4 separate regions of the Mus musculus genome follow, and all the other regions are linked to region 2. Evidence: chromatin contacts called from public HiChIP or PLAC-seq and promoter capture Hi-C data. All regions are on one chromosome and are shown on one strand. The core of a region is the stretch at or near the end of the contact, and the rest is flanking DNA. Distances in the headings are between cores, read along the strand shown. Region 1 holds the start of Tmem88 (transmembrane protein 88). Region 2 holds the start of Dnah2 (dynein, axonemal, heavy chain 2). Region 3 overlaps Cntrob (centrobin, centrosomal BRCA2 interacting protein). Region 4 has its middle 10 kb from the start of Tnfsfm13.

Region 1 (6,588 bases), core at 3,598-6,097, 150 kb after region 2:
AGTTCAAATCCTACAACCACATGGTAGCTCACAACCGTCCATAATGAGAAACAAATAATAAGGAACCTATGGGCCGGAGCAAGAGGGAGAAGGGGAAGAGGGGGAAAAAAGAGTAACAAAATAAGTTAAAAAGAAGAAAGAAAGAAAGAAAGAAAGAAAAAGAAAGAAAAGAAAAGAGTGGCCAGGTAGGGCTGGCACACACCATTAATCCCAGCAGTGAGGCAGAGGCAGGTAGATCTTTGTGAGTTTGAGGCCAGCCTGGTGAGTTCCAGAACAGCCAGGGGTATACAGAGAAACCCTGTCTGGTCTGTAAAAAACAACAAAACAAACAAAAGAGAATTAGAATGAATTATAGACTACTTCTCATCCATGGTTAGTTTTTTTTTTTTCCTTTTTTTAATGCAAAATTTTAAGCAGTATAAAACCAGAGGAAACAATGAAGAAACATAAAAATCAATTCCGTGTCCTTTATACCTGGACATTCTCTCCTCCCAGGGAGTCATTTGGGAGGTACTCGAAGCTCGACTAAATCTTTCACTTGAGCCATTCATTGGTTTTCTAGCATGTGGGCATATGAATGCCTAAGAATTCTAGGCGAGAGACCTGAGGCATGAAGTAGTTGCAGAAAGGGGCTGAGAAGGAGGCAGCCTCGTCAGCTTCCTAGGATTGTGATTCGTGCCCATTCCTTGGTGCTGAATTCTGCCAAATCTCTGTCCACGTCGTCAGAGCCCTGGCCTGGAAGGAAAGGGGTGAGCTGAGCCTCTGACCTGACTGACATCTTGTTTGGCACTCCTTTCAGACTTAGGCCTTTTCTCCACCAAGACTCTGGTGGAGGCGAGCGGTGAACATACGGTGGAGGTCCGTACCCAAGTACAGCAGCCCTCAGACGAGAACTGGGACCTGACAGGTACCAGACAAATCTGGCCCTGTGAGAGCTCCCGTTCCCACACCACCATCGCTAAATACGCACAGTACCAGGCCTCGTCCTTCCAGGAGTCACTGCAGGTGAGGATCAGGCACAAGAGGGAGTAAGGGTGCTGGGCTTACTGGGTCAGGGCTTCAGGAAGTCACTGACCCACGTACCTGTGTGACCAAGCAGGAGGAGAGGGAGAGTGAGGATGAGGAATCCGAGGAACCAGACAGCACTACAGGAACCTCTCCCAGGTGAAGTACAAGTTTGTCCCTCCCTGCTTCTCTCTCTCTCCTCCCTTGGCTCGCCATCAACCTGTCTGTGATTTTTGCCCCAGCAGCAGTGCACCGGACCCCAAGAACCATCACATCATCAAGTTTGGCACTAACATCGACCTGTCTGATGCCAAGAGGTCAGTGAGGCTAGACCAGTGAAACTGGGATGCAACCCTGCTAGGTACTGGTCTGGGACACCCTCTTAATTTCGTCGGCATTCCTGTGTCCACAGGTGGAAGCCACAGCTACAGGAGCTGCTGAAACTGCCCGCCTTCATGCGGGTAACATCCACAGGCAACATGCTCAGCCACGTGGGCCACACCATCCTGGGCATGAACACCGTGCAGCTATACATGAAGGTCCCTGGCAGCCGAACGCCAGGTGTGCTTTCCACTGCGCATGCGTACTGTGCTGGCTGCGCGCACTCTTAGGCCTTAGCCAATGAGGGCAAAGGGCGTGGTTGTCGCTCCTTGCTCGCCTGCATCAGACCTTCTGTGACGTTCTATCTCCCTCTGCAGGCCACCAAGAGAATAACAATTTCTGCTCAGTCAACATCAACATTGGCCCTGGGGACTGCGAGTGGTTCGCGGTACATGAGCACTATTGGGAGACCATCAGCGCCTTCTGCGACCGGTGCGCATCACCCCTTGCAAGTCACCCTATCACCTCGGGTCCTTGGGTTTCCCACCTGACCCTGTGACTGCCCTCTCCACAGGCATGGTGTGGACTACTTGACTGGTTCCTGGTGGCCAATCTTGGATGACCTCTATGCGTCCAATATTCCTGTTTACCGCTTCGTGCAGCGCCCTGGAGACCTTGTGTGGATTAATGCAGGGACTGTACATTGGGTGCAGGCTACCGGCTGGTGCAACAACATTGCCTGGAACGTGGGGCCCCTCACCGGTAAGAGGCTGGGGTCGGGTCATCATGGGGTACGTATGAGGAGCGAACCCTGGAGGGGAAAACTGGGTCTGGAGAATCAGAGTCTGAGGGAAGAAGGGGCCGGGGGCTGGTTGAGACCCCTGCATGACTTCCTCTGGCCTACAGCCTATCAGTACCAGCTGGCCCTGGAGCGATATGAGTGGAACGAGGTGAAGAACGTCAAGTCCATTGTGCCCATGATTCATGTGTCCTGGAACGTCGCTCGAACGGTCAAGATCAGCGATCCTGACTTGTTCAAGATGATCAAGTGAGACCCCTGTTTGGTTACCAGCCCGTCCCACCTGGCTTGTTCCCCACCCTTGTTCTTCCTGGCTCCCCATTCTTCCCCTGCGTCTGCAGCATGTCCTTAAGACCTTAAGTGTCACTGTGCTGGGGACATGACAGAAGCCCTGCTCTCATCTCATAGCCGTTGTTTCCTGTGGTCCAAACACACACACAAAACCTTGAAATGTCAAGTGTGACATATTCAAGACGGGAAATGCAACTCAGAAACGAAAAGAAAGGGAGGGTTGCCCAGGGAAGTCCGTGGGGCTAGGGTCTCTGGAGCTCCACCCCTGCCCATCTGCCATCCTCCAGCCTTGGCACCCCGCTGGAGCCTTGTCTCAACACCCACCCTTTGGGTCTTGCTCAGGTTCTGCCTCCTGCAGTCAATGAAGCACTGTCAGGTACAGCGGGAGAGCCTGGTGCGGGCAGGGAAGAAGATCGCTTACCAAGGCCGTGTCAAAGACGAGCCTGCCTACTACTGCAACGAATGCGACGTAAGTGTGCAAGCTCTTCCCCCTGCCTGGAAGAGACCTAACAGTAGTAGTGACTTCTTAGTGACAGCCGCTTTCTCCTGGCCAGGTGGAGGTGTTCAACATCCTGTTCGTTACAAGTGAGAATGGCAGCCGAAACACGTACCTGGTGCACTGCGAGGGCTGTGCGCGCCGTCGCAGCGCGGGCCTACAGGGCGTGGTGGTGCTAGAGCAGTACCGCACGGAGGAGCTGGCGCAGGCCTACGATGCCTTCACACTGGTGAGAGCGAGCGCCTGGGCTCCAGAGGGGGCGCGGGAGCGGCCGGTCCCCATCCGCCCACCACTGAAGCTGCCCACTTTCTCCCCGCAGGCTCCCGCCAGCACGTCTCGATGAGGCCGGACGCCCCGCTCGCCCGCCCACGCTGGGCGCGGCGGGGCCACCAGCACACGCCTGGGCTGGACCTAGGTCCCGCCTCTGGCCGGGAAGGGGGTCGGGCCCAGCCCTTCCACCCTATTGGCAGCTCCCCTCACTTAATTTATTAAGAAAAAAAAAATGTTTTTTTTTTAACAAATACGAGGAAAAAAAAAGGAAAAAAAATGGGAGACGGGGAGGGGGCTGGCAGCCTCTCGCCCACCAGCGCCTCCCCTCACCGACTTTGGCCTTTCTAGCAACAGACACAAGGACCAGGCTCCGGCGGCGGCGGGGGTCACATACGGGTTCCCTCAAGCCTGCCCGCCGCGCGCCCGCCCGCCGCCCGCCGGCGCAGACGTTCGCGGCTCGTTGTGTACATAGACGTTCGGCAGCCGAGGTTTTTAATGAGATTCTCTCTATGGGCTTTACCCCTACCCCTGGACCTCCTTTTTTTTTTTTTTTTTTTTTTTTTTTTTACTTCCAATGCTAGCTGTGATCCCTGTATATGTCTCTTGTTTATTCACTTGGTTATGATTCGTATTTTTGTTCTTTTTGTTTTTTGGTTTTTAATTTATAACAGTCCCACTCACCTCTATTTATTCATTTTTTTTTTCTCTTTTTTTGGGAAAACCCGACCTCTTACATCCCCAAGCCATCCCTCCTGCCTCTTTGGGAGGCCCACTCCTGGGCCTTCCCTGCGCCCCAGTATGTCCGGGCTTGGCCCGTCTGTCTCCGCCCGCCCGCGGCTCCAGCCGGGCTCTCATGGTGCTCAAACCTGCTCCCCTCCCCTACGTCCTGCACTTTCTTGGACCAGTACCCCCACTCCCGACCCAACCCCGACCCCACCTGAGGGTGAGCGACTCCTGTACTGTAGGGGAAGAAGTGGGAACTGAAATGGTATTTTGTAAAAAAAATAAATAAATAAAATAAAAAGTTTTAAAGAACTATGAGGAAAAGAAACCCTGTCCTCCCCAGCCTCGGCCATTTTAAAAACATTGGACACACACACACACACACACACACACACCTTTTTTAAGGCGTGAAACATCCCAGGGCAGGGCCTCTCTGGGGCAGGGACACCCTGGGGTGATTTTCTCTGGGGCTTTATTTTCATTTTCTTAGTTCGGTTTTTTTCCCCCCCGCTGGGGCTGCGGAGGGGTGGGGGGGTTTACAGTCCCGCCCCCTCGCACTGCACTGTCTCTCTGCCCCAGGGGCAGAGGGGGGCTTCCCATTCCTACCCTATTTTCGGTGATTTTTGTGTGAGAATATTATTAAAAATAAAAGCAGGAAAAAAAAAAAAGAGACCCTTGTGTTTTGATGATGGCTGTGAAGCATATCAGTTGAAGGGTCGAGGAGCTAAGGGGAGGGCGATGCAGCCTCCGGAGGTGGGGAGCCCCTCCTCAGAGGAGCCTGTGGAATGTCCAGACCCACAGTCTGCCCCTTAGGATGGGGATGCCTAATCCCAGAGCCGCATTCCAGGATAAGGTAGTGGGGGGCGGGGTGCAGAGAGACTGCCCCGGGGGAGGGGCAGGAAAGAGGGCTATAAGGACTGCAGTCGTGTGGGGCGGGAACCAACCAGGCCATGGCGGAGGTCCCCGGAGCCCAGCGCCCCGTTCTCGCTGGCGGCCCAGAGCCTCGGGATCCCCTAGATTGCTGGGCCTGTGCAGTGCTAGTAACGGCTCAGAATCTGCTGGTGGCTGTTTTCAATCTCCTCTTGCTGGCACTGGTGCTGGGGACCATCTTGCTACCTGCTGTCATCATGTTAGGCTTCGGCTTTCTCTGCCACTCCCAGGTAAGCATACCAAGGGGTATGCGTGAGTGGTGTGTGGGCGGCGGGGGTGGGGGGGTGTCTGAGCCACTGCATCCCCACTTGGGCTGTTTCCTCCTGGGCAGAGTGGCCCATTCTGATGTCTCTTATCCGCACAGTTTCTGCGCTCTCAGGCACCCCTTTGCACCTCGCATCTGCGGGACCCAGGCTTCACAGCCCTGTTGGTCACTGGATTCCTACTGCTCGTGCCGTTGCTTGTCCTTGCCCTGGCTACCTACCGCCGCCTCTGCCTGCGCCTCCGCCTGGCCGACTGCCTCGTGCCCTACAGCCGAGCCCTCTACAGGCGCCGGCGCATCCCACAGCCGAAGCAAATCCCAGTCTCACCAGGTTCTCGGTCTGTTCCCACACCGGGAAAGGTCTGGGTCTGAGGTGCTTAGAGTCAAGAATCCTGTCGATTGCCCTCCTGGTCTCTCAAGGACTTGAAACAAGCCCAGGGGTGTACTGCCCAAGCCGGTTCCTTACCGCGGCCTGAGCCGGATCCTACCATCCCTTTGATGGAACAGCTGAATGTGGACGTAGAGCTGGCGAAAATTCCCATGTCCCAGAAACGTCATTCACATTTGATTCCTGAACGTTTGGGCTGGACCCTGCACATCTTCTTTCCCTTCCCTATTGTAAATAAGAGAGCTGGACCTTGTGCCTTCCTTTGCTGGTGCAGCTCCTCCAAAATTTACAGGACTGAGGGACAGGGCTCACACAAATAAGAGAGAAGCCATCACAAATAATAAAAAAAAATTATAAAATGAATGCACTCTGTGAATACAGGGGTGGCACATATCCAATCGCTCCTGCACTGGGCTCAGGAGTAGGAAACGAATCCTCAAGACTACAAATGGGCAAATCAGAGAGCATCTCTCAGCATCCTGCCTTTTCCTTATCGCATTAGTCCATTCTTCCTGATCAGACCCCAGAGTTGTCTGGCCCTGACCCCAAAGTCACTTCCCCATTAATAGCGCAGAGAGGGCCTTGTTTCGGCTGCCTACCCAGCTCCCCTTGGGGACCCGAGCCCGTTCTCTGACCCCAGCTTAAAGGAACTGAGTGTTGCCAGGCCGGGGTGGGAAACAATGGATCTTCCGGGGCAGGATGACACCGCTTCCCGCTAGAAACTGAAGCAGGAGCGTGGGAGGGAAGATGGAGGGGCCCACCCTAGGGCCTGCTGCCTTAAGCTCCTAACTTGAGGGAGGGTTTGGTTCTTCTAGGCATTGGGGCAGGTTGAGGAAGCTCCTGAACTCTGATGAACCTCTAAGGGTGGGGTGTGCTAGCCCTCCCCTGACATTGGACCTACACACAGACACAGGCCACTTTGGTCATAGGGTTTAATGGTCTCAAAGAGAAGTGCAATTGTGGTCAGAGATACGGGCCCCCCGACAGACTCTCCCTTTGGACTTCAATAGAAACGATGTGGTGTCCTGGTACCATGGCCAGACCCAGCACACGGGGTTCGCCCGCAGAAAATGAATCTGGAAAAAAAAAAAAAAGTCAGTATC
Region 2 (6,749 bases), core at 443-2,942:
GAAGAGAGGAGAGGAGTAGAGAAAAGAGAAGAGAAGGAAGGAAAGGGAAGGGAAGGGAAGGGAAGGGAAGGGAAGGGAAGGGAAGGGAAGGGAAGGGAAGGGAAGGGAAGGGAAGGGAAGGGAAGGGATGGGAAGGAAAGAGAAAGAAGCCCTTGCTTGGTCTCTCTACCCCCTTGTTTCCTGTGTGTATACAGTAGTTGTTCTTACTCAAGGAGTTTTTAAGCCCGAGGAGGGTAAAGATGATGTTTCAAGCTTTTGGAAGCCTAAGACATAAAATCCTGAGCAGGAAGCTGAGTGTGGGGTAGCAAGAATTTGTTATCCCAGCACTTGTGAGGTGTTGAGGGCAGAGGCTTGTGAGTTTGAGGCCAGTGTAACCTATGAAGCGAAACCCTATTTCAAATACACAACACAATGAAACACATCCAGCGAGGGCGAGCAGAGCAGAACTAAGGGAAACAAGTAGGCTAGGGACCCAGATGCCTAAGCTGCCCTTCCCAACTGTGGAAGGAAGGTCGGTGGAGCTTGGCCATCCTGGGGGCGGAGCTGCAGAAGCACAGGCTTGGCTAGCCTTTGCAGTTTAAGAGATACAACTTTCACCTGTTCAGAGTATGGTCTGTGTTGGGGAGTGTTAGCGATAGGAGAAGGGGTAAGGAGTTGCAGTAGAAATTTCTTTCTTTCTTTCTTTCTTTTTTTTTAAATGTGTGTTTATGTGCGTGTGGTAGGGAGCGTTTGTGCAGGCCGTGGCATGCGCATAGAGGGCAGGGGCCAAGTTGCCAGGGTCTGTTCTACCGCGTGGCTCCACAGGATGGAACATTGCTTCTCAGGCTTTGCAGCAGGTGCCTTAACTCGCTGAGCCAACACACAAGACTGCAATAAAAATATCTGGTGGATAATGTTTGATGTTGCAAACTGAGATTTAAGTTAGAATGAAATGTGGGGCTTCTTCCTAACGGGAAAGTGGGCACCCACAGACTCGGGTCTCCCCCTTCCCAGGAAGATGTTCAAGGTCTGCAGGCAGGCGGGGGAAAGAGATGTGGGGTGGTTCGGAGGCAGGGTACTGGCTTGCCTGGACTTGGGGTGATAAGTAGGGCAAGAAAGAAAGACACAGAATGAATGGCCACTACTGAGTACAAGAGTCACGTATGTGGCAGGGCAGGTGTCCGGAGGGAGTTCAAAACAACCAGGTTCGAGGCAGCTGTGATTCTCATGAGGGAATTGAAGCAGTCCGTTTCCTGGTTCTCTATCAGGAACTTAGGCATCAGCTCCCCCAGTGGCACTGACTGGTGGGGTGGGGGTGCCCACGAGCAGCCTCAGGGGGCAGCAGCTGGTGAGTGGGGAGGAATCTGTGTGCTCAGCAAACAGCAGCCTTCGTGCGCACGGGCTTCCTCCTCCCTCATCAATCAGCCACAGCCAAATGTCCCTGCATTCCCACCACCCCAAGGGGACTGGGGCTGGGCCAGGGTCCCCAGGGGAGTGAGAAGGGGATGGATGTGGGGAGCCGGGGTGGGGCTTCGGTTTCCACCCATTGGCCCGAGTTCTCTTTGGAAGCCCTCAGTTCTTCTTGTCATGGAATGACTCTTTCCTGGCTCATGCCACTGGAGGGGGGTGGCCTCAGCTACAAATCACCTGTGGGGGGGCTGCTGGTGGGGAAAGGGGGCAGAGAGATGAGTCAGGGTTGTTGAAGAATCCACTCTGGTTCTCACGGAACTGGTCCAGGGCAGGGTCAGCAGGGCGGTTGCTGGCACAGAGGCCCCGTCTCCCACACTGATCCCTCTCTCCTAATGGATACTCAGGTCAGCCAGTGGCGGGTAAGACCCTGACCCCTTGAACATCTGTCCTTCCAGCTTCTCCTAGCACCCACCTTATTCCCTGCTTCTCACGAAGATCTAGAGGTATGGCACCCACCTCATCCAAAGTTTGCTATTACCCACGGGGGTTGGAGGGTGGGGGTAGGGGGCTGTGACTTCTAGGTCTTAGCTTCTGGCTCCCTCTCCCTCTCAGCCCTTACACCCCTCAGGGACCCAGGCGTCCTGCCCACTCCCTTTACCATAGCAACCATTCTTCTTGGAGTTGCTTAAGACTTTAATATCATTTCATTAAGTCAGTAAGTTCAGAGAAGGTTGGGAGCACAAAGGGACTAGGACTGGGCCCAAAAGGACCAAGGTAGGGGGGAAGAAGGACCGAGGCCCCTCTTCTCCGTGGAGATGGCTCTGAGAAATCAAATATTGACAGTGGGAGAACAGACCTTATTAAATCTGGGACAGGGGTGTGTGTGGGTGACTGTGGGAATGGCCGGGTGCCTGGGTTCTGAGGGTGATAAGGCTCTGGGAGGAGAGAAACGCCTATAGTTGAGGTGGCCCAGGCTAAGGGACCGATCTCAGGGTACAACTGCTCAGTCCCTTTCCTTTGGGATGTGCTTAGACTTGCTACTCTGGTTGTTTCTCAGCTGTCCCCTACAGCCCCTAGGGACAAGCATCCCATCACAGCTGTGGCTGCGCCCCCCCCCTCCCTTTACCTCCACCTCTGCTGATGAGCTTCAGCGGCGTTTAATCGGATTGAGCAGTAATTAGCAAAGCAAGATGTTTGATTACCTATTTAGCATAATGTGGGGGGCTGGGATCCCTAGGCACAGCCACCGTTGAGAGGGGAGTCAGAAGAGAAAAAGGGTCTATGCAAAGTTCCTTTCCCTGAGGGATTTATGAACCTGCCCTTGAGGATCCCCATCCCAAGCCTCCCCACAAATTTTCAGTCCTTTGGGACTTTTCCCTCGGGATTCTGACCAGTCACATCACCCCTCTTTACCATCTGGCTGGAAGATTACCTATGAGTTCCATCCCAGCCCCGTGTACTGTGCAGCTGTTGGTTTTAGGGTGTGGCGCAGCCTCTTTCCTTCAGTCCCTGCTCTCTCAGCAACAGGAGTCTGGGCTGGGCCAAAGACCACACAAATCAGAGCTCAGAAACTCATCTTCAGGATAATGGCGGCAGCTAGATGTGGCAGCACACCCCCATAATTCCAGCACCCAAGAGGCAGAGGCAAGACTCAAAGTTTGAGAGTTTGAGGCCAGCTTGAGCTACATGGCGAACGGGGAAGGTGTTGGTATTGGTGTTGGTGTAAGTAAGAGAGGAATGGTCGATTATGGAAGTGGTGGCTTGGGTCAGGGTGTAGATAAATGCATTGGCTTCCAGGAGTACCAGGGACTGCCACTTCCGGCAGGACCAGACTGGCTAAATGAGACCTGTCAGGTGTGAAAATGGTAGAACTGAGGTGCCAGCGTCTCTTCATATCCAGCAAAGAAAATGTCATCAATTTAGCTCCTCATGGAAATGTAATCAGTGGGCTCGCTGCTGGCTTTGTCTTAATTAGGCACTATTGATGGAAGCAGGGAGGGCGCCTCCCTATTCCCATGATTCTGCTTCCTCGTGGCATTTCCCACGTCTCCCCAAAGCGTCTTGCGACCTCGGGTACAGCTGTCTTTTCCACCTTCCAGCCACCAGGACACGCAGCGCCCCCTAGCACCCACTCAGTTCTGCCCCTCCAATGATCTCCAAGCTGCTCTGGGACGCAGCCTTTGTTCTTATGGAGAGCAAAGCTCCTCCCAGGCCGGGTCACCTTCCCCAGGGGAGTCCCCGCCTCTCGTTTGCCCCCCAAACCAGCAACGCTTTTCAAAGCCAATCCTCAGATTAAAAAAAAAAAAAAAATTCCAGTTCCAGCCTTCACCCGTTCCCCCCCGCCCCCGCCCCGTGCCTCCCAGCAATCCTAGACCCCAATCCGGGCTAAGAAGCGGGAGCAGCGGGAGGGCAGGGGTGCTCCAGCCCCGGTTTTTCCCCTGGACCCAGCTGCAGCCCTGGCTGTTTGGAAATCCTGGAGAGTTTTCTAGAAGGTGAACGAGTCTCGCAGGCGGGACCCCGAGCGCCACCTGCTGGACCCGTGCAGGCCGGAGCCCACACACCTGGGGGCCGGGGTCGGGCGTTTGGGTCCCCCTGTCTTTTCCACATCCTGCGAGACCGTGTCTCATTGTTTTCAGTCCCAGCTCTTCCAGCATAGTCCTCAAATCCAGGCGGGAGCCGTCCCCCGCACCTTCGGCTCCCAGATTTAGTAGCTCTCGAAACCCTAGCCGCGCCCCCCCTTGCCCTTTAGTCTCAGATCCACGCGGGAAAGACTCTCGTGGGGTGGGGCCGCGGAGCAGTGCGCCTGCGCAGTGTCCGCAGACCCGCCACTTACTCTCCCGGCCCCGAGTTGCCATGGCGACGCGTGCATGCAGGCGCGGGCCTGGGAGGGCCACGCGGGGCAGCTTCTTGGTTGGTGTGACCCAACCGTCTGTCTAGGGAGGAGAGGGTCGACCTTGTGAGGTGTGTGTCGGGACAGAGGGAAGGAAAGAATGCTGGGGAGAAGGGGGCAGCTGTAGGGGAGGAGCAGCAGCCGAGCTGGGGTGGTTGTAGGGGGAGAGGGGAGCAAGGAACATTTGTGACTGGGAAGAAGAAGGGCAATTCGGGGTGCAGTGAAGGGGGAACAGTTGTGTGGGCAAGAAGTTGTGAGGGAGACTGCCTACTGGTGACCAGTTTGAGGAGCAAGCGGGCCCTGAGGTATTTCCAGTAACCCCAGTGAGCCCCAGGCTGGAACAGTGTCTCCCGGTGTCTGCAGTGTGGTTTCTGTCTCCAGAGGCTCCAGTGTGAGGCTTAGGGGAGCTAGATGCTTCCCCCTGAGGCTGATGGAGGAAACCGCGCTCTTGTAGTTGGTTTTATTGATTTGTTGGCCTAACAGAACGTTTTTCCTTGGAGCAAAGTACAAATCCTTCAAGTTTGAAATTCATAACCCGGTGATCAATGCCTGTGGCAGCCTGTGGGGATGAGGCAAGGCAGCCACAGGTGGCTGCCAGGCTCTTGAGGAGGAAGAGGGAGCGCCCAGCATTCTACAGTGTGTTCAGGAGATTCTGTGCTCCTGACTTAGTTGCTTTTTTTTTTTTTTTTTGCCCACTGGGTCTTCCTCATGTCCTCAGTTTCTTTTTTTTCACCATTGCATAATTTGACATTCATTACTGGGTGGCTTTTGTCCTTCTTGGTTGTTCCTAAGGACATTTGGAATCTGGTGATCCTGAAATTGTGTACTTAGCATAGACTCAACCAACAGGCCTAAGAAACCACAGTCCACACTAACCAGGCTCCCCACCTCTAAGCAATTAAAGACTAAAGAGACTTGTGCACACGGTCTTTGTTTAAGGCTGCTGAGATCTCAGTGTGGTGGGAAGAACATTTTTTTTTTTAAGTGAGGAGGAGAGGAGCTACATAGGAAAATCATCTGGGTTTGCCTCAGTGACTTGACACAGTAACAGCGACGATGGTGGCAATCACCGGGACTGTGCCTTCTCTTATTCAGGAGACTGCAGGATAGTGTAGCTGAAGGCCTGGGTGAACATAGACGTTTTCCATAACCTCCCTTAGTGCGGTTTCTGATATATATATATGTGTGTGTGTATGTGTGTATGTGTATGTATGTGTGTGTGTGTATATATATATATATATATTTAATGTATATGTACATATATATGTATGCAAACGTGTGTAGATACCCAAAGAAGGGAGTCAGATCACTAGGAACTGGAGTTACAGACAGTTGTGAGTCACCTGGTGCTGGGGAACCAAACTCTTGTGGTCCTGACGAGGAGAAAGCTATCTTTTCAGTTCCTGTGTCTGTTATTTGTTTATTCCTAATGGCTTATGAGACCTTGATTTCCCCTACTTGCAGTTTGTGTGTGTGTATGTGTGTGTGTGCATGCCGTGGTGTGTACTTGCAGGGCAGAGAACACTTGTGCATGTGCACTCTATACCACATGAACCCCAGGGATTGAACTCAGGCCCTTAGACTGGTTGGCAAGCACCTTAACGTTCTGAGCCCTCTAGCCTGCCCGGGGCTTTGACTTTTAATCTGATTCTGTGAAGAGTTTGGGTTATCCCAGGGAAGAAGAGAGGCCTCCATGGTCCCCCTCCCTTCTTAAATTGGGTGTTTGGAGCCTAACCCAGGGCCTTGTATACACATTCCAAGCAAGCACTTTACCACTGAGCTGTGACCCTTGGGAGCCAAGGTTCTATTGGGTATGCTCCGAGGGTACAGCAGGGTACCCCCAGAAAAGATGATCATCTAAGGTGTCCCACTCAAGTTTCTGAGTCCAGAGGGAACATGTGTACCTGGAGGCTGGGTTAGAGGTGGGATCTGGAGGTGGACTTCCTGCCCCCGTGTACCTGCAGGTTTTGCCTTCAAGATGGCTAGCAAAGCCGAGAAGAAGCGAAAAGTGGCTGGCCGGGGAGGCGCCCGGGCAGGCCGAGTTGTCCGAGCTCCTCAGTCCACTGCAGGCCCAGGAGCTACAGAGGCTTCCCTGCTCCCTGATGGTCAGGAGCCAGAGCCCGAGTCTGGCAAGGAGGACTCTGGTGAGTACTTGCTGGGACGGAGGGGACTTAGAAATGGACCGTGGGCAGAAGTAGAGAGGCTTTTGAGAGCTTTTTTTTTTTTTTTTCCTGAGACAGGGTCTCTCTGTGTAGCTCTGGGTGGTCTCAAACTGGCTAGGTACAGCAGGCGGGCCTGGCATTCATCAGGGATCTGCCTCCCTTTGCCTCACAAGCCCTGGGATTAAAGGGGGCACCACCATGCCCAACTCAGGAGTATCTTGGGGCTAGGGCGCAGGACCACGAAGCAGGACAGATGTGATAGTGTATCTAAGGCTTCCACAGAGCCTCCATCCTTCTCTTTTCTTTCC
Region 3 (7,086 bases), core at 2,090-4,589, 250 kb after region 2:
GCCAGGCATAGTAGCATACACGTGTACTCCTCTGGGGCTGGTGGGCCTGGAGCCAGCTTGGCCCAATTGTCGAGACCAAGACAATAAAAGGCCGTTTTACAAACTAAAATAGCTAGATATAGTAGGAGATGCCTTTAATCCCAGCACCTGGGAGGCAGACACACAAAAATTTCTATGAGTTTGAGGCAAGACTGATCTACACAGTGGGACCCTATCTCAAAAAGACAAAAAAAGGTTCCTGTGGCTAGCTCTGGAGGAGCAGCACTGGAGGCCCCTGTCCCCTGGTCTCCACATGCATGTGCACCTAGATACGAGCACAGAAGCACAGTCTGTGTTCTGTAATTCAACCGTGGTTTGTGTGAGAGCAGTAAGGCCATGGTGATGGCTCCCTAGAGCTGACCGAGTGTTACAGGCAGTGCTCACCGTGTGCAGTGTAAAACGTGTGCTGACCGAGTGTTACAGGCAGTGCTCACTGACTGTGCACAGTGTAAAACGTGTGCTGACCGAGTGTTACAGGCAGTGCTCACCGTGTGCACAGTGTAAAACGTGTGCTGGCCGAGTGTTACAGGCAGTGCTCACTGTGTGCACAGTGTAAAACGTGTGCTGGCCGGGCAGTGGTGGCGCACACCCTTGATCCCAGCACTTAAGAGGCAGAGGCAGGCGGATTTCTGAGTTTGAGGCCAGCCTGGTCTACAGAGAGAGAGTTCCAGGACAGCCAGGACTATACAGAGAAACCCTGTCTCGAGACCCCCTCCCTCCCAAAACCAAAACCAAAACAAAACATATACTGTGTGTTCAGAACCAAGGCTGCAGTGAAGTCTCAGAGCAACACCATCTAGAATTGCAACATCTTGGACTCATTTGGGCTTGATTTTCTATTAATTTTTGATTGTACCATATTCAGAAACCTTTTCTGTATGTGTGTGTGTGTTTTCTTTTTTAAATCTCTGTTTTGTGGTGTCATGCCACAGTTTAAGAAGCTTGGATCCAATCCAGAGTAACTCAGTGGCTCCCACAAAGTGTCCTCCACGTGGGCTCCAGCTCCACTACCTCCCAGTTCTCTTTCTCTTTTGTTTTTGTGGTACTAGAAGGCTCTCCCAGACTCACTCTGTCGGTCTGCCTTCCTTTCTCCCTTCCACCCTTCCTTCCTTTTCCCTCTTCCTTCCTTCCCGCCCTTCTTCCCTCCCTCCTCCTTCCTTCTCTCCTTCCTTCCTTCTTTCCTTCTTTTCTGTTTTTGTTTTTTTGAGACACGATTTCTAAGTATAGCCCTGGCTGTCCTAGAGCTTGCTGTGTAGACCATGCTGGCTTCAAACTGGGATTAAAGGCATCTCACTTTCCTAAGAGAGGAAATTGGGGAATTGGGGGATTACTCCCCTGCCCCCACCTTGTTCTCATTCATACCCTTGATTTGTGTGGCAGAACTGATGGCCAAGGGGAGCTTGTCCCCAGAAGAAACACAGACTCCCGTTTGGGTGAGACCACTCGGAAAGAGGTGAGGGAGCAGGGGAGAGCAGGGCTCCCCACACGCTAGCCTGCTACTCAGGGTCTGCACTTGCTCTGGCCAGCCCCACCACTCAAGGTCCGAACTTGCTAGCATCCCCACCTCTACACCCCACTCTCCCCATCTCCACCCACTGCTTGCCCACTGGTTGGAGCCTCTCCGTACACCATGCCCTTTCTCTGTGGGGTGGGGAAAGTGAGGGGATATGATGATGGCTTCTTCTTCTTTCCTCTTAATTCTCAGATCCCCTCCCAGGCTGTCCCTCGACGCCTTGCTTCAGTCCCTAAGACTGAAAAGCCTGCACGGAAGAAAAGTGGGCATCCCGGCCCTAGCATGAGGAGTCGGGGCGGCATCTGGAGATGAGGCCCGCCCTTCTCCTCTTCTGCCATTCATTTTAATTAGTGCCCTGCATTCTGTCTGTCTCAGAGGAATCTGGAAAATGGAGATTTTTGTAGGAAGCTACTTTGTGAAGAAACCTTCCAGAATTGTTTTATTATTTTAGAATATATTTGTTTTCTATGAGAAAGCCTATGGAGCCTTTGAGGCTGGTGTGTGACTAGATGTCTGAGTGGCCCTAGGCTCAGGGATGCTTGCAGTGGTTAGATGCCCCATAGTAGAATTATGAGTGAATCTTTTCTTTTTGTATAATTTATATTTTGTATATTTTCTGAAATAAGTATGTATTACTTTAGTAATAAAAAAAACTCCCAAACTTTTAATAAAAGAGTAAATTATTGTATAAATGTTTAATGTTTAAGAATGTTTAAGAAAAGCTTCTTATGCTGGGGAAAAGTTTTGTCTTTTAAAACTTTTAGATTATTTTTATGTGATTCCCCCCCCCCCCCTTTTTGAGACCAGGTCCCTCTCTGTGTAGCCCAGGCTACCTCTGTACAGCCCTCCTGCTGTATATGTGTTGGGTTACGAGCTTGTGCCAACATGCCTGGCATTCCTGCTTTCTAAGAGCAGATGACTCTTTTGGGTGGCACTGGGGATTCAGGTTGGCAAGTTCTGTCCAGCCAATAGGTGTAGTTGAGCTATAAACTTTACAGCTTTAAAACATGCAAATAAGACGGGGATGATAGTGCATGTGTTTAGTCCCAGCACGAGGGAAGCAGAGGCAGGTGGATCTCTGAGGAGGCCAGCCTGGTCTACAAAGCAAGTTCCAGGATAGCTGAGACTATACAGTAAAACCCTGTGTTAAAGAAAAAAAAGGAAGGAAGGAAGGAAAGAAGGAAGGAAGAGGAAAGTAACAGCTGTGTCTGAGCCTTTTCTCCCGATGTTCATCAAAATGAACACAGCAGTGTTGTGGGCTGTGAACTGAGAGCTGCTTGAGGTGTCTCGTGCCTGTAATCATAACACTCAGGAGGCTTAGGCAGACGGGTGACGCAAGTTTGAAGTCAACCTGGGCTACCCGCCTGGGCTACAGAACGAGACTCATCTCGAAAACCATCAGGACGAAGCTTCTTAGTTTAGGCCCAGTGTTAAGGAGTCGGAAGCCCAGTCTCACTTAACCTGGGAGGATGGAGAGTTTCAGGCAGCCTGAAGGGAAGGAAGCCTTACACCTGCAGACAGCCTCCTGCGCCAGAGCGGCCCAGACAGGGTGATGGGAAGGAGGGGCAGACAGGGTGCTTGAGCAGGCTTCTGAGGAGATGGATGGAATCCGGTGTAGCTGTGCTTCACACAGCGAACAGCAGCACACGGTGGAAGTTTTCTCTCTGCCACCTGGCCTTCCTCTGGGGACAGGGATGGAAGTAGCTGACAAGCCAGTCCTGTGGTTCTGCCCTTCAGCTCGGCTTAGGACTTTCTGCATTGTGTACAAGAGGAAACAAAAGGCAAGTAGCTACAGAGATGGCAGCAGGCTTCGGGGGAGGGGACTGGGAGGGCGGTGTTGTGAGCCCCACCTTTAGGAATATCTGCATCTTTGTTTCACAAAGTGCCATCAGTGACCAAACTGATCTGTGGCGCACCATCAGTATGGATAAAAGTGAGTTTTACACTTTTAAAAAATATTGGTAAAATGAACATTCAACTCATATCTCAACTCCAGATTCCAGCAGCCACCACCAGCCGACATGCCCTACATTTTTCTTGAGACACAGGCTGAAGTAAGTGTCCCTAAAACAGCTCTCAGTGAGAGAAGGGCCCAGTGCTGCTTAGCCACTTTGGGAGGTCATTCTAGCAGGACAGCTTTGATTTCTAGGTCTACTTAGTCACTGAGGAAACTTAGGAGGGATGCAGAAATCACGGCCATCTCCCACCTGACACCTCTGTGGTTATCTTAGGAAAACTCTGAGAAGGGGAACAGACAAAACCAAAAAAAAAAAAGTGAAGGATTTCAAGAAAGCCTACATTCCCAGCTGCCTGGTGCAGATGGCCTGTTGGTTATAGGGTTTTCATCTCCCAAGGAGGTTCAGGGCTGTGTGTTAGAAGGGCTTAGGGGACTTAGGAGGTGGGGCCTGCTAGGGCGGAAGCTAAACTGCCGTGACAAAGCACAGCCTTCCAGACAGTTGATTTCTTCCGTGATGGTCTAGAACAGTAGGGAGTCTAACGTCACTGCTCACCTGGGGCCTGTTGCGCACCATCACCATCACCATATCACCATATCACCATCACCATATCACCATCACCATATCACCATCACCATATCACCATCACCATCACCATCTCACCATCACCGTATCACCATCACCATATCACCATCACCATCGTGCTGCTCGTCCTGAGCTGTAACTCACACAGGTGAGGTGAGATCATTATGACCCCCAGCTGGAACGTGAGGAAAGACTTTAGGGGTCCAGCGTCTTACTCCACATAGCTGAAAATATGATGCACCCACTTTGCTATTATACCATTGGCAAGGTGGTCAGCATTTGGCTCTCAGAAATGTGCCCTAACTGGGCTGCCAGATATGCAGCTGGTACCGTGTGTGACAATATGGGAAGGGTAAAGCAGGTCTGGACGGACAGCTTAGCCGTCTGCCCTGTGGAAGACTAGGCCCTCTCTTAAAGACGTTGAAAACTAACCATTGTGGCAGTGCACGCCTTTACTCCCTGCACTGGGGAGAAAGGGGAAGGCAGATCTCTTAAGAGTTCGAGGCCAGCCTGGTCTACAGAGTGAGTTCCACGACAGGCAGGGCTACATGGTGAGACCCTGTCTCCAAAAAAATAAAATAAAATAAATAAAAAAAATTAAAGGATGTTGAAACTATTCGTTGGGAAGGTGACCCATGCCCATAATTAGTGGTGAGCAACTGTGAGACGCTGGGGAAACCACATCAGTCACACAGACCAACACAGAGCTGAGCTAGTCTCTCTCAAAAGTTAATGTTGGAAAGAACTTATTTAAGCAGTGTTCTTTTTGAGAGGAGAAAGGTGGTATTACAAAGACGCAGCCATACAGGCAGGTAGTAAAGGGATGAACTCAGGACTGGAGAAGAGGCTCCGTGATTAAGAGCACTTGCTGCTCTTGCAGAGGACACAGGTTTGGTTCCCAGAATCACAATCAAGTAAAACTCTAAGAGATCTGAGCCCTCTTCTGCCATCCTCCAACTGCTGCGCACATACACACACATATATGCATGTACACACACACACACACACACACACACACACACACACACACACACACAAATATACTCACAGCTGCACGTAGCAGGCCATCTCTAATTCTAGCACTTGGGAGGCACTGGCAGGCAGATCAGAGTTCAGGGCCAGCCCAGTCTACAGAGTGAGTTCCAGGACAGCCAGGGCTACACAGAGAAACCCTGTCTCAAAAAAAAAAAAAAAAAAAAAAAAAAAAAAAAAAAAAAGAAAGAAAGAAAGAAAGAAAGAAAGAAAGAAAGAAAGAAAAATTAATTCAGAGATACAAGCATCATGTATTTATGACAGTGGCCACTTAAGACGATGAAGACAAACCAGTATGGATTCTGGGAATCTGAACCCCTGTCTTGCATGTGGGGCAAGCGCTTTATCCACTGTGGCCTCTCCCTAGCTCTGCAGGCACTGTTCTTAGTAGGGTATGTTAGAAACATTCTCTTCACAGTATCAGTTTTGCAGGCTGGAGAGGCAGCTCAGCAGTTAAGAGCATTTGCTGCTCTGGCAGATGTTAATGCTATATTAAATCGCATGTTAAGATTTATAGTAAATTGTTCATTTTTAAATTTCAATATAAAGGGCTTGGCTTAACAAGAGATTTTTTTTAAAGTAGGGGCTGGAGAGCTGGCTTATCTGTGAAGGGTGATGGCTGCTTTTCCCAGAGGACTGGGGTTCAATTCCCAGCACCCACATAGTGGCTCACAACTCTCCATGACTCCAACTCCAGTTCCTGGGATCCAACACCCTCTTCTGGCCTCCGCAGGCACCAGGCAAGAGACATAGACATACGTGCAGATAAAACCCATACGTGAAATAATTACAAAATAAAAATAAAAATTTTAGAAGAGAGACATCAGCAGGCATTTCTTGAAAAATGCAAACCCAGTGAGCCAGTCAACACTGGGAGAGATGCTCGGCCTCGGCCTCGGCCTCACTGGGCACTGTGGGGGGGATGCTTGGCCTCACTGGGCACTGGGTGGGGGATGCTCAACCTCACTGGGCACTGGGTGGACAACTACAAATAAAATCAGAGTTAGCTATTGTTTTACCCCATCAGACAGGCAACATTTTACAGGTCCAAATGTAAAGCCACTGAGATATGTGACAGCAGCAGCTGTCCTGCGGGTGAGAGAAGCAGTGGGGGGAAGGAATGACAAATGGACCATTTTGGGAAACATTTTGGCAGTACCTGATGTGGCAATGCACACCCTATGATGCAGCAGAGCTGTCCCTGGGGACATGCCCTAGAAAAAGAGCTCTGCACCAGAGACAAGTCCATAGATGTCACAGAAAAATAAAATGCAGGCAGTTGAATGTCCTTCCACCAAGGCGGTCTCACATCAGGAAATACTCGCAGCAGTTCAGATGGGTGAACTGTAGTTACAGACTCCTGTCTGTCAATCTGTCTGTCTGGGTGAAGGTCCGAAACATGGTGCTGAGTGACAGTGCAAACTGTGGGAGGAAATGGGCAACACGTGCTGCTTACATAACGTTAAAATCAGTGCAGGCTAGCCCAGTCCGGCGTGTGTGATTAGAGGCAGAGCCGGGTGAGAAGGAGCCCCACAATGCAGGGGCTCACCTAGCTCTGGGCATTGGAGGTGAGGAGTGTGTCTGTCTGAAATGCCAAGGGAGTCAGAGACAGGGCAGAGTGAGACAGAGCCGCTGTGTGAGGGAGCATAAGGTGGTAACTGCTGCCTTCTGGGGAAGGGGGAATGGTCAGATAGTGGCTATGTTACAAATAAAGGGAGCCAAGTTTGTGTTGTGGGAGAGCAGATGTACAGACATGGAGAAGACAAAAATGAGCCAGTTCTGCTACTGCTTTAGGTTGGGTTATCATAGAGGAAATATATAGAGATAGACATGGAAGCAGACATGAATGCAAGCTGCGTGCTTATCTGTCTGTGGTGTGTTTCCTAGCAATACCTCTACTTTTCCCAGACTGCTATAATGACTGACTGTAAACTGGGTAGCTGTAAATGACAGGCATCCATT
Region 4 (7,248 bases), core at 755-3,254, 160 kb before region 2:
CAGCTCCATGGCTCTATGTTTCTTGACTAAATTCACTCCTTCAAGAACTGGGAGCCTTACCCCAACCTCTGCTCCCACCTCTACAGTATCCACTGCACTAACCGTGCTGAGAGAAGGTTGACTCTCTGTGGAAGCCTCAGAGCCAGAGTTTCAGTTTCCCAGCATCCTTTGCTACAGATGGGGAATAGGCCCCTGTCTGAGGCACGAGGACTACTGCCTGTTCAGTCTTTGTTCTGACGAGTGAGGGAACAGATTGAGAGCAGAACCCGCTCCAGGGAGCATCTGCTTTCAGTTGTGCTGCAGGAGACTGCAGTTGTCCCAGCCAGGAGACTAGGGAGGGAATAGCCTCTGCAGAGAGCAGTGGCCCTCACTGCGGGTTTTCTCCACCCAGGTCGATGTTCTAATCTGATTCTACAATCTTCCCAGAGACTCTAGGAGCTCTGCATGGCTCTTCATCTCATTTCCTGCTGATACCTCCCGGGGTTGGTTTCTATTCCTTCCAACTAAAAGCTCTGCTACCTCAGTCCCATGCAGGGCTCTGGGTAGAGATGAAGGCCTTCAGGCCTGCCTGTGTGATGGCCAGCGATCAGCCTCAGGCACAGCTTTTGCCTAGGTCCCCCTTCTGCAGGGCTGGGCAGAACACTGAGTGGTGGGATCAGATTATGGGGCTGCTGATTGGATGACACACAGTTGTCACTGGAGATGCCTATTCCAGTCTTACACACCAGATCTGAAACTCCAAGCCTGGGAGCAGTGTTCCCAGAGGTCACCAAACACTCACCGCCTAGGCTACAGTAGTGAGTCCTAGATACCCTGGGCTACAGTGTGAAACTGTTTCAAAAACAAACCAAAACATAAATACATGCTGTGCTAAACAAACAAAACAGAAACAACTTTTTGGCCTAAGTACTTGGTCTAAAGTCAGCAGGAGTCACTACTCTGTGCTTCCACCTTTAAATACTGCTCCTTAAACTCTTCCTCAGAGGCTCTGGCAAGAGGGCATCTGTTGGTGCAGGAAGTCAGAGGTCTTGCCTCCTGGGACAGAGAAAACAGGAAAATATAAATGAGAGAGCGTCCAAAGCCAGAAACAGATGGCCTCAAGGTATCACTGGGCCAGGAAGCCAAAGGCAGCATGGGCATGGTGGGGTTCCCTTGGGCTCAAGGCAGGGGATAGAGACACACCTTTAAAGAGTGCTGTGTAGCTCAGTGGTAGAGAGCTCAACCAACATGGAGGAAGTCTTATGTTCAGTTTCCAGTATTTCAAGGGAAAGGGTGGAATTTAGTTAATTCCCTCCTTTGCAAACCAAACAACAGTTTTTCTCTTGATTTACAACAGGCCTGCAGGTGTAAGGGGGATGGTGGCGGTGGTCCCCTGCTGTTCCTTCCTGGAGATTCCCCTTCCAGTACCTAGCTGTGCCTACACACAGGAAACATTAACATTTTTCTTCTTTCACTTCACAATGTGTCTCAGAGTGAGCCCCTTCAATGGTTTCATATAACCCAAACAAACAAAAAGGCCGCATGTATAGTACCAGAAATTGGGGGGCTCAGGCAGGGGGTTTTGGGGAGCCTGAGGTCAGTCTCACCTGCTACATAGTGAAACCCTGTCCAAAGTAGATGGATGGGTGGGTGGCTTCGGCTTTTGCCTTTGATCCCAGCATTTGGGAAGAACAGGAGTTCACGTCATCATCTTCAGCTACATAACCAGTCTGAGGCCAGTCTGCATCAAAAACCAATGATCTCATGTTTCCACTGAGTTTTATTTGGTATTTTTGTACCACAAATGTAGGCATCCAGTGGCCATGGCCAAGCTGGGTTTACCTGAAAGGGGGGCTGGAAATGAAAAAGGGGGGGGGTTAGGGGGAGAAGAATGAAACCAAAACAAGGTACTGATCAAGGCTACAAGTTTAGTATTCAGCACTGCCTTTGTATAGGGCAAGCCCACACACCCCATCCTCCATTTCAGCTGGATTATGTTGCAAAGCAAGGTCTGTGGGCAGTCTATTCTTCTAAATTCCTGTGGGGAATTACACAGGCAACCCAGGCAGGTGACTCCACCTAAGGCACGTACAGCCAAGGCAGGTGACACCACTAAGGTAGATAAGGTCCATTGTGGCCAGCACTCGAGGTCTGTTCAGTCTGCTCAAGGCTGGGAAGGCCACACACAAATAATTCTTCACCTTAAAACAACAACAACAAAAACAAGCCAGGGGCAGTGGTGACACACGCCTTTAGTCCCAGCACTCAGGAGGCAGAGGCAGGCAGATTTCTGAGTTCGAGGCCAGCCTGGTCTACAGAGTGAGTTCCAAGACAGCCAGGGCTATACAGAGAAACCCTGTCTGGAAAAACCAAAATAATAATAATAGTGATGATGATGATGATGTTATGGTTGGGGTCACCACAGCATGAGGGTGTATTAAAGGGTCTCTACAATGACCCATACAGGAAGTCTTCCCAGCGCCAAAAGCCAGTGGAGGGCAGAATCCAGGTGCTATAGTCTGTATCTTAAATGCCTTCCAAACATCTGTCCCAGCGTGCGGTGCTACTAGGAGGTGGGTGGTGAGGCCTGTGGGAGAGAAGGCCTGTGGGAGAGAAGGCCTGTGGGAGAAAAATCCTGAAGGGATTGTGGGGATCCTGATTCCCATTTAAAAACAGGCGGGAGTTACCTCCTCCCATGATGCTCTGCTTTCCATGGCCTGAAGGAGCCCAGATACTAGGGATTAAAACCTCTGAATTCTAAAATAGAAACAAACTTTGCTTCCTTAAGACTGATTTACTGTAGGAAAGCTAATCAACAAAGCAGGCGCCTCGCCTCATTGCCTAGCCCACTGCTACACAAAGGGTTAACAGCTGGCTGGTCCACCACTCAGGATGTTCATGGGGTTTGTTGCAGTTATTTATTTATTTATTTATTTATCTAGGGACAGGGTTTCTTTGTGTAGCCCTGGCTATCCAGGAACTCACTCTGTGAACTGACCTCAAACTCACAGACATCTGCCTCCCTCTGCTGGGATTAAAGTCCTAACACTGCCAAGGAGCACTTTCAGGTAACTGTTCCTGAGTTTGCAGGGCAGTTGGCTCCTACTGCCTGCTCTCTTGCTTGGAGGGAGGACAGATGGTGTGACACATCAGAGCTAAAACAGAAGTGAGTCAAGTTGCAGCTCAGGGCCAAGCCCAAAGAAGGTGCCAAGGGCCAGGAGCCAAGCCAGACCAATCACATTAGCCTCGGAGCCAACACAGCAGGTTGCCAACATAGTCAGGTGCTGAGGCTGGCTAGGAAGGACGACCGACCGGCTCAGCCTTAACCTGAGGGCAGCTACAGACTGAATGGTGAAGAGGGAGGAAGACAGAGGGCTGACTGTGGGGAGCTATACCAACCTAAGACTTCCTCAGAGGGAACTTTAGTTCGGTGTCCTTGTCCAGGTGTGGACTTGGTAAGGCTCACACTGATTCTGGGGCCCATGTCTTAGATGGGTAGGGGGTTCTGTTTCTGGAAACCCAACTTTCCCCCCTGGACTGTGGTCTTCAGTCCTGAGGCAGCTGAATCCGGTGTCCTCTTTGCCAACATTATCAAACTTTGCTTTCTGCTGACCTTGGCCACTCTGCCTCCACCCTGAACATGCTTCCCCCTGCAAATACTTTGTACCATGCTGTGCTTCTTAGTAAACAAGCAAGAAAAGGGACAAAGAGAGAGAGAGAGAGAGAGAGTCAGCACATGTCAGCAGTAGAGCACTTGCCTATCATGAACCAGGTTTTTTGTTGTTGTCGTTGTTCTGTTTTTTGTTTTTTTGTTTTTTGTTTCTTTCGAGACAGGGTTTCTCTGTATAGCCCTGGCTGTCCTGGAACTCACTCTGTAGACCAGGCTGACCTCGAACTCAGAAATCCGCCTGCTTCTGCCTCCCTAGTGCTGGGATTAAAGGTGTGCACCACCATGCCCGGCTGTGGTGGGGTTTGGTTTCTGGAAATGGAAAAAACCTCAAAAAAAAAAAAAAAAAAGCCAGGTGTGGTGGCGCACGCCTTTAATCCCAGCACTAAGGAGGCAGAGGCAGGCGGATTTCTGAGTTCGAGGCCATCTACAGAGTGAGTTCCAGGACAGCCAGGGCTATACAGAGAAACTCTGTCTCGAAAAACCAAAAAAAAAAAAAAAAAGTCTTACTGTGTGCCATGTACAAGCTGGGCCAGGAGAGATATGGACCTTAAGATAAACAGTCTTGGAGCTGGAGAGATAGCTCAGCAGTTAAGAGGTCCTGAGTTCAATTCCCAGCAACCACATGGTGGCTCACAACCATTTGTAATAAGAGCTGATGCCCTCTTCTGGAATGTCTGAAGACAGCTACAGTGTACTCACATATAATAAATAAATAAATCTTTTTTTTTTCTTTTCTTTTCTTTTCTTTTTTTTTTTTTTTTTTTTTTTTTTCGAGACAGAGTTTCTCTGTATAGCCCTGGCTGTCCTGGAACTCACTTTGTAGACCAGGCTGGCCTCGAACTCAGAGATCCACCTGCCTCTGCCTCCCGAGTGCTGGGATTAAAGGCGTGGGCTGCCACGCCCAGCTAAATAAATCTTAAAAAAAAAAAGATTAACAGTATTAGCGTGCACATGGCTGTGTGAAGTGTGGGAGGCAGACCCCAGAGAGCAAGCTTGACCAGGGCAATGATAAACACACAGCTCTGGTGACAAGGACCCCTTGGGAAGCACTGTGAGGCAGCAGTTGGTGTGTCGGACCAGATCAGAAGTGCCATGACTTTTTATGATAACTCTCAATGGGTTTAAATCCCAAAACCTCACAGTGGCCAAGTGAGGATGCTAGATCTGCCCAACCTTCTCACATCTGTGTACATCACATCTATACGGTAGGTAGGGTGCAGTCATTTCTTGGAGAGGGGGGGACTGCCTGGGATCGAGGGCAGCTACCACTGCCCAGCTCCATGACAGACTGAATGTCACTGGATGTGGAAAACAGCCACTCAGACTTCTAGAATGTGGGGTACAGAAAGCATATAGCTTTTTTTACCATTGTACAGATGAGAACTCTAAGCTGCAGGCAACACCTGTTCACTATTTGCATCTCCCATCTCTGTCTGCACAGAGCCTAGACACAGGCACACAGCGAGGCACATTCAGTGCTTAGACCATAGTTCCTAGGCACCCTTCCCCCAGAAAGGGAGCAGAGTTCCTCAAGAGAAGGGTTCTGAGTGGGATAGAGAGGGAGAGGAAAGGAGGGAGGGAAGGGAAGGAGAAGGGGAAAGGAAGGGGTGGGGAGGGAAGGGAAGGGGAGGGAAGGGAAGGGGAGGGGAGGAGAGGGGTGGGGAGGGAAGGGAAGGGAAGAGAAGGGGAGGGGAGGGAAGGGAAGGGAAGGGGAGGGGAGGGGAGGGAAGGAATGCAGGTGAGCTGAGAGAAGCCGACTTTGTGGTGAATGCTCATAACCTCAGCATTTGGGAGGCTGAGACAGAACCGGATTAGCAGACAGGAAAGCTCTGTAGTAAACAAACTGAAACAAATCCAAGTATTAAAATGGATAATGATTTAATACATCTTGATACATTTTAAAATACACATGAATAATGAGTCTGTGGCTTACAACTTGTGGCAGCCTGTCAATAGTAAGTGGAGGCTAGTCAGGAACCAGCAACTGCTCAGGCCAGGTGGAAGCTGAAGGAAACTGAGGGGCGGGTGGTGTGGCCTCGGTGGGGGCTGAATGCGGTTCCTGCCCTTGGAACAGGACTGGCAGTCTATAGAATCCTGGGTTGTGGATGGCTACTGTGGGCGTTGGGCTTGTTTGTATAATAAATGTACATGGTTTGTATTCTTTCTCTAAGGAATGTCATGGGGTTAAAGTTAATGACTTCATGATAATATGATAATTAGAGACTGGAGACATCCGGGACAGGAAGGTGTGGCTAATGCTCAGCAAAATGCTACAGACTGGGACCTTCAGGACCACACTTTAAGGCCATGGAAAAGAACTCTCAAAACAGAAGTTCAGAATTTATGGGTTCTCAGTCATGCAAAATATAAAGATACAGTATAAAAGATGAATCTAAAGGAACAAAAGCAGCCTCACTGTGAGCCAACTTGTCAGAAGATACTAAGGAAGTTTGTTCCTTTGTTATTGCTACAAAGGCAGAGAGATTTTTGAGTTCAAGGTCGGCCTGGGACAGAGCAAGGTCAGGCCGGGTGTGGTAGAAATGGTAATTTCAGAACAGAGCCCCCCACCACCACCACCACCCCAGCTAGCTCAGCAATTGTGTGTAACAGACGAAAAACCAAAAAAAAAAAAAAAAAAAAAAAAGATATGCAGAGATGAAAACATTCAACATTCAGTGAATGTTTTTTTGTTTTTTTTTTTTTTTTTAAAGATTTTATTTATTGATTATATGTAAGTACACTGTAGCTGTCTTCAGACACTCCAGAAGAGGGAGTCAGATCTTGTTACGGATGGTTGTGAGCCACCATGTGGTTGCTGGGATTTGAACTCCTGACCTTTGGAAGAACAGTCGGGTGCTCTTACCCACTGAGCCATCTCACCAGCCCCAGTGAATGTTTTCAAATAGGAAAAAAAGAACCCCTTGGAGAACTCTGAATAGCAAGAGAAAGTTGTCTAGAGAGAGTTGTCTGGAGATGGCCAGAGATAACGAAACTTAGAGAGAGCACCTGGAAAGCTGTCTCCAGCCAAACATAGGCCACCATGATTTGACACCCCTTCCACAGAACCCCTCTCCAAGCTGAGGCTGGTCCCTGGCAGGAAACTGTTATAGAGCCTCTGAATGTCCTTCCACAAAATAATGATTCTTTTTTGTTTTGTTTTGTTTTTTGGAGACAGGGTTTCTCTGTGTAGCCCTGGCTGTCCTGGAACTCACTTTGTAGACCAGGCTGGCCTCGAACTCAGAAATCTGCCTGCCTCTGCCTCCCAAGTGCTGGGATTAAAGGCGTGCGCCACCACCGCCCAGCAAAATACTGATTCTTTATAAGACGGAAAGGTAACTTCAGGTCCCGGAGCCCAGCAGACACCACTGTAGCCAGTCCATTGGTTAACTTAGCAATACGGAATGAGTTGAGCCTCAGGTCTCCTGACAAACACACAGAGGAAACAGCAGTGGTCCACAGTATCCCTCTCAAACAGCATCGCCTGAGGTTAACCAGGAGAAAACCAACTGGGAAGTGTTCTATAAGACAACAGGCTCTAGGGGCTGGTGAGATGGCTCAGTGGGTAAGAGCACCCGACTGCTCTTCCGAAGGTCCAGAGT

Evidence for each region. Promoter capture Hi-C pulls out the DNA fragments that hold promoters and counts their contacts. HiChIP or PLAC-seq counts read pairs in DNA pulled down with a chosen protein or histone mark.
Region 1: a contact with region 2 is called in an H3K27ac HiChIP or PLAC-seq map of epiblast stem cells. The contact joins the promoter of Tmem88 here to the promoter of Dnah2 in region 2. A contact is called at or near these places in 4 of 39 promoter capture datasets (cranial neural crest, embryonic stem cells, macrophages and 1 more), 2 of 15 datasets of contacts at CTCF or cohesin (embryonic stem cells and stem cell-derived epiblast-like cells), 8 of 484 Hi-C or Micro-C datasets (the N1E-115 cell line, bone marrow-derived macrophages, embryonic stem cells and 3 more), 25 of 115 datasets of contacts at active chromatin or transcription factors (the HPC-7 cell line, the SCID.adh cell line, T-cell acute lymphoblastic leukemia and 17 more) and 3 of 9 other capture datasets (adipose tissue, liver and pancreatic islet).
Region 3: a contact with region 2 is called in a promoter capture Hi-C map of embryonic stem cells. The contact joins the enhancer-like site here to the promoter of Dnah2 in region 2. A contact is called at or near these places in 10 of 39 promoter capture datasets (the HPC-7 cell line, the SN4741 cell line, cranial neural crest and 5 more), 2 of 484 Hi-C or Micro-C datasets (bone marrow-derived macrophages and embryonic stem cells), 4 of 115 datasets of contacts at active chromatin or transcription factors (craniofacial prominence, embryonic limb bud, large pre-B cells and 1 more) and 3 of 9 other capture datasets (adipose tissue, liver and pancreatic islet).
Region 4: a contact with region 2 is called in an H3K4me3 HiChIP or PLAC-seq map of embryonic stem cells, with 4 times the contacts expected there. The contact joins the enhancer-like site here to the promoter of Dnah2 in region 2. A contact is called at or near these places in 4 of 39 promoter capture datasets (embryonic stem cells, macrophages and stem cell-derived epiblast-like cells), 1 of 15 datasets of contacts at CTCF or cohesin (embryonic stem cells), 14 of 484 Hi-C or Micro-C datasets (all in embryonic stem cells), 7 of 115 datasets of contacts at active chromatin or transcription factors (embryonic stem cells and pancreatic cancer cells) and 1 of 9 other capture datasets (pancreatic islet).

What each region holds. Positions count from the first base shown.
Region 1 is chr11:69,396,493-69,403,080 of GRCm38.p6, reverse strand. Tmem88 (transmembrane protein 88) reads left to right here and starts at 4,847. Exons shown (of 2, transcript NM_025915.4): 1 at 4,847-5,065; 2 at 5,200-6,565. The coding sequence starts at 4,856. The coding sequence ends at 5,469. Kdm6b (KDM1 lysine (K)-specific demethylase 6B) reads left to right here. Exons shown (of 24, transcript NM_001017426.2): 15 at 800-1,005; 16 at 1,100-1,164; 17 at 1,251-1,322; 18 at 1,418-1,566; 19 at 1,704-1,818; 20 at 1,901-2,088; 21 at 2,233-2,374; 22 at 2,759-2,885; 23 at 2,971-3,141; 24 at 3,232-4,573. The coding sequence ends at 3,255. It overlaps Naa38 (N(alpha)-acetyltransferase 38, NatC auxiliary subunit), which reads right to left. Exons shown (of 3, transcript NM_030083.2): 3 at 6,410-6,561. The coding sequence ends at 6,449.
Region 2 is chr11:69,544,051-69,550,799 of GRCm38.p6, reverse strand. Dnah2 (dynein, axonemal, heavy chain 2) reads left to right here and starts at 1,692. Exons shown (of 86, transcript NM_001081330.1): 1 at 1,692-1,808; 2 at 6,244-6,423. The coding sequence starts at 6,258.
Region 3 is chr11:69,294,649-69,301,734 of GRCm38.p6, reverse strand. It overlaps Cntrob (centrobin, centrosomal BRCA2 interacting protein), which reads left to right. Exons shown (of 19, transcript NM_172560.3): 18 at 1,420-1,492; 19 at 1,745-2,239. The coding sequence ends at 1,864. Among named protein-coding and RNA genes, the nearest start is that of Cntrob, 26 kb to the left of the region's middle. Within about 2 kb of position 3,339, at least 6 of the 459 cell types and tissues checked have an H3K27ac peak or open chromatin away from gene starts, as enhancers often do. A contact at or near this core is called in embryonic stem cells, where this site is marked.
Region 4 is chr11:69,702,912-69,710,159 of GRCm38.p6, reverse strand. No RefSeq gene overlaps it. Among named protein-coding and RNA genes, the nearest start is that of Tnfsfm13, 10 kb to the right of the region's middle. Within about 2 kb of position 2,004, at least 49 of the 459 cell types and tissues checked have an H3K27ac peak or open chromatin away from gene starts, as enhancers often do. A contact at or near this core is called in embryonic stem cells and pancreatic cancer cells, where this site is marked.